Linked DNA regions of Tachysurus fulvidraco: region 1 is linked to region 2. The links are chromatin contacts, called in public Hi-C maps. All regions are on one chromosome and are shown on one strand. The core of a region is the stretch at or near the end of the contact, and the rest is flanking DNA. Distances in the headings are between cores, read along the strand shown.

Evidence for each region. Hi-C and Micro-C count contacts between places; a contact is called where the count stands out from the background.
Region 1: a Hi-C map of ovary shows a contact between it and region 2, with 5 times the contacts expected there. The contact joins the promoter of LOC113641054 here to the promoter of creb1b in region 2. A contact is called at or near these places in 2 of 4 Hi-C or Micro-C datasets (muscle and ovary).

The regions. Positions count from the first base shown.
Region 1 is chr6:25,190,285-25,192,984 of HZAU_PFXX_2.0, forward strand. LOC113641054 reads right to left here and starts at 1,415. Exons shown (of 7, transcript XM_047815347.1): 1 at 783-1,415; 2 at 262-498. The coding sequence starts at 858.
Region 2 is chr6:25,007,218-25,009,917 of HZAU_PFXX_2.0, forward strand. creb1b (cyclic AMP-responsive element-binding protein 1b) reads right to left here and starts at 1,286. Exons shown (of 9, transcript XM_027143633.2): 1 at 1,014-1,286.

The sequences.
Region 1 (2,700 bases), core at 165-2,664, 180 kb after region 2:
ATATAAGACCTCAACATGCTGCACAATAACCAGGACAGCAGAGAGTCACATTTTTAGAGGAAATGTTTTGATTTTAAAGTGTATGCTGATGAATTAACACTTAACACTAAGTAATTATTTTTTTCCAGCAGACAAGAATTTTATTCCTAATTCTAATTCTATTTAAACAATACTCAAGTGAGATATAAATACCCCAAAATTTAAGTATAGTATCAAATTAAAATTCAAGTATTCTCCCGTTTACATGGAGAACATACTCACATTGTGTCACTTCAAGTGTTCGATTTTCATAAATTTGTTTCTTTCCCTGGTGGCTCCCTGTGCAGTAGTAATTCCCATTACTGCGATGGTCGACATTGTGTAAAATGATGTATGCAGTGTTGTTGTAGACCAGAGTGGTGTTAGGAACAGGTGCGTCCTCTCTCTGCCACTGCACAGTGGAGGATTGTAAGAGGTCAGACACCTCACAGCTCAGTGTCACATCAGTTCCAAGCTGGACTTTTAAAAAAAGAAACAGAAGGTTATCAATAACTCCTGGCAGAAAAAATCTTTTGCTAACACATTTGTTATTTGTCATGTTGCCTTGACTAGAGAAGAATTTATGTGACTAAGTTTAACTCTTAAAGGGAGTTATGTTAGAACTGGAGGACATCTGCAGATGTGCATATAACCAGTTTCACATTATATGTATGGTTACAGTTATATGATTTATCATATTTAAACACCTGAAACACTTCACTAATAGTATCGCTGCATGGGTAATGACAAAGTAAAATACTCACCTTTAGTCAGCTTGGCTTGAATTCTGTAACAGAATATTAATTCCCAAATAAAGACACTTAACGGTGTGAGGTACATTGTTGTAACTACTTTATGAGGAAGTGAAGATAAAATGGCCTATTTCTGCATGGATGATTTCACAGGAAATGAAAGCTGAGATTACCCTTTAAAATTCACAAAACTAAGCCTAGAAACACCTGGTATATAAATATATAATATGAAGCTATAACATGAAGAGATAAGGTGTGTTGGGCATGGTAGTAATTTAATTAGTAGTAAAAAGTTGTAAAAACTTTTGAGGTCAGTTCACTTTAAAAACAACCTTTTGATGTAGATATTTTTCAAGTATCTTTAAATTATCACTACAACTCTAGTACTTTGTACACATTTCTGTATGTTAAATGCTGGAATCTCACTGGCTATTTGATTATAGTACACATGCTTCTCTGTGACTTAATTAGCTTCATGGATCAAGATATAAAAAAACCCCACTACTGTACTTTATGTTTCTGTCACGCTGTGACATGGTGAGGCAAAAGGCGAGCGGGGATCCAAATGCAGTTTATCCGTTTAATGAACAAAACACAGATGAACAGGCAGACAACACAAGGCAGAACACGAAACACAACATAAACAGGCGGGCAAACAGGTCAGAACACTGAACAGGAACAGAGAACAGGAACAGAGAACAGAAGCAGAGAACTGGAACAGAGAACAGAAGCAGAGAACTGGAACAGAGAACAGAAGCAGAGAACTGGAACAGAGAACAGAAGCAGAGAACTGGAACAGAGAACAGCATAAAGCCAACACCAAACAACGACCAACACCAGGGAAGTGAACAGACAGAGTAAATGTAGTAAATAGGAACCAATCACAGAGCAGAGACAATCAGAGACAAAGACAAAACACCTGGGGAAGAGATAGAATGTAATTAGTGTCCATGGTGAGCAATGAGTGGGCGGAGCAAACAATTAACATTAGGGAGAGATGGAAGACTGAAACAAGGGGAAAACACAGACAGATACGTTACAGAGCCCTACAAGGAGCAGGACCGGAGACCAGGGTGGTGCTGGAGGTGGAGCCAGAGACCAGAGCAGGACCGGAGACCATTGTGGTGCTGGAGGCGGAGCCAGAGACCAGAGCAGGACTGGAGACCAGGGTGGTGCTGGAGGCGGAGCCGGAGACCAGAGCAGGACTGGAGACCAGGGTGGTGCTGGAGGCGGAGCCGGACTCAGTCATTTCGGTCGACACGGTCGGTTCGGCAGGTTCCGTGAACCCGGTCAATTCGGCAGGTTCCATCGACCCGGTCGGTTCGGCAGGTTCCGGCTACCCGGCCAGTTCCGGCGACCTGGCTTAGGGATGCCGGCCGCCCGAGCCGACCTCATTGGGGTATCCGCCAGTTTCGAGACCAGCCGGGTAGCCCGGACCTCAGCCGAGCTCACCGGTACGGTAGCTATGAGAACTGGCTCAATCGCGGGTGTGCACGGGACAGCCTGGGCGGAGACACTGTGGAGCATTCGGGCGTCCGTGGCTGATTCCACTCTGTGGCCCACGGACCCCGATGCTTGCTGCCCGCCCCCCCCCCAAAAAAAATATTTACGGCCGGCTTCAGTCTCTACACTGCTCAAGCTTAGCGCGGACCCATCCAGGAGCAACGGCAAGTTGACAAACAGATACGTTACAGATTCATTGATTTCTTGGTCCTACATCTTTCATCCTTCAATAAAATGAAGAAATTGTCCACCTTTAAGAACAAATCCCTTCTTTAAATTTGCTGAGATTAAACAAAGAGAGCAGGGATAGGATACTTTTCTATGTAGCATGTCATATAAGCATATGATATAACTCCACCTCCTATAAAAGACAAAATCCAAAATATAATAATAAAATGCAATAACATAAAGCTAATAAACATTGAAT
Region 2 (2,700 bases), core at 36-2,535:
CTCTTAAATGTCATTGTACTTTTTGGAATCATCTTATTGTCTAACAAATGTGCCTGATTTCCATCAAATGCTTGGTGACAAAAGAAAGAACAGAAACTGGTGCATCTATTCAATAAACAGGTGATATGATACAGAGACCTGACAACACACCAAATGACTAGAAAACTGTGCAAATGATCTCTTGAAGGCTACAAGACCAGGCCTTAAAAACAACATTACATACACATTTATAGGTAACAGATACATTATTGAGATCTACATCATTAACAATCACTAGAAGGTCCACTGATTTATGATCCTACTTTAATTCAACATGATCTCTATGTGACAGAACACTACTATGTACACACTGTCCATTTATTATCTTTATTAATAATCGTTATAAGACATTTTTACAGAAGTCTAACACTAACCTGGGTCTGACTGAACCATATTTATATCTTGCCAGGATTTTAACTCTAATAATAATAATAATTATATTATACATTAGTTATCTAGCCTGCTATTTATTTATTATCCAATCCGAATATAAAATTAAATACAGTGGTCATTTTGTTGGTTTGGCCGAATTATAACAAAAGATAAACAAACAAACAAAACAAAAACATTTAACCTATTAGGAGCGACTAGATTAGTTGCCTGGCGACCTAGTAATCGTGCTAATATTTTAGCTAGGTAGCTAACGAATGTGGCTAGTCAGGTTAGCCTGACGGAACGCTCACACCCGGAGATGACACAACGATATCAAACACACACGCGCGCGCACACACACATTATTGTTTGCTCGTTTCCGCTGTGCCCTAAACTGTGCTCGACTCGACATTTCCCCCTCTGCTCTGTAACGCTGCCCGTTCCCCCGTTTGTGTCGTCCACAGGCTCCCCTCCCTCCCTGTACAACAACCCCGCCGCCATGATCTCTTTGTTTCCTATGGGCCGAACCCGACCCGAGCTCTGTCTTATCCGGGACATGCCCGCGCTCTCCCTCCCCGCCGGGACACTTTGTCTTCTCTTACCGATACACACTCCTTCCGTCACTCGCGAGCCCTCGGAGCTCCACTTTTATTCGGGCCGACACGTAAGAGACCGCGTCAGGCTACACCTCCGCCGCGTCACCGACAACAACAACGACACACTCGGAACTGGGGAGACGGAAAGCCGATCAGAGGCAGCGCCACTGCCGAGAATAGCCGAAGTGTACACGGAACTTACCGAGCGGTAAACGAGAATAGCCGAAGTGTACACGGAACTTACCGAGCGGTAAACGAGAATAGCCGAAGTGTACACGGAACTTACCGAGCGGTAAACGAGAATAGCCGAAGTGTACACGGAACTTACCGAGCGGTAAACGAGAATAGCCGAAGTGTACACGGAACTTACCGAGCGGTAAACGAAAATGGCCGAAGTGAACTCGAGTGTAAGCGAAATTGTACGAAGACTATCGATGATCGTCGAAGTTTGAAGCATGATGATTCTCGATAATTATCCATTTAGCTTCAATATTTAAAGGATCATTAACTCAGATTTATTAAGGTATTTTATTAAGTAATATTTATTGAAATGTTAAATTAAAATGATTGAAGATTCTAACGGTTAATTAGGTGGGCACAAGAACATTTTATTCATTTAGTTAACTTTATATACTTTAATTTCTATTTATTTATTTATTTATTTATTTATTTATTTATTTATTGTATTTTATTTATTTTCTAATAAAATAAACAGAAATGTATTTGTTTGTTTGTTTGTTTGTTTGTTTGTTCATTCATTCATTCATTCATTCCTTGAGCCAGACCTCTATTCACATGGGTTAAGGACCCATAGGAAGCCATTTAGACAAAAACAGGCATGCTGGACCAAAATGCACAATGCAATCCAAACATTCTAAGCCACATAATACAATTTTACTGAGGCTTTGGCTTTTTTCAAACAAAATACAGTATAAACACACAATGTTTTGGCATTTGGCAGAATATTTGAGAAAAAAAAAAGATTACTTCTAGAGGTATAGTGGGTAGTATTGCTGGTTCACAGCTCCGCTGTCCCTGAGGGAGGATCATGAAACTAATGCAATAATAAATAAAACTTTCTGAAAATTTCCTTTTCAAACGTGCATGTGACTCCCCTGCAAATCCAGTTCCAACTGTAGGACTTCAAATCAAGTCAAGAAGCTTTTATTGTCATTTCAATCATATAGAGCCGATGCAGTACATAGTGAAATTAAATAATGTTTCTCCAGGACCATGGTGCTAGACAATACAACACAGGGCTAAGGACTTAAGTCCTAGCCACACAATGTGCATCGTGTGCAACCTAGTGCAACAAAGCACTACCAGACAAATACACAAAATACTACTGACAAGTGTGTATACTGTATATTATACTGTACATTGTACAAAACTAGAAAACTTGTAAACAGAGAGGGTTTAAGTAAACATGTACATACTCATGTAGTAGCTGCAGTTTGAAAAGGTATTGATGTGCTGTGCAAAACAGCAGTGTGGTGTGCAACAGAACTTTACTTTAGTTACTGTCCCTGATGAGCTTGACCTCATGACAGTTACAGTGCGATGCAAAAGCCACATACAACTAAGCATGGAAGATGAAACCTGACATAAACAAAGACACACCAGGGTTAAAATAAAAAACAAGCAAACAAATAATTGAATCTGAATGAGAAGTCACAAACCAAAGCTCCATCCA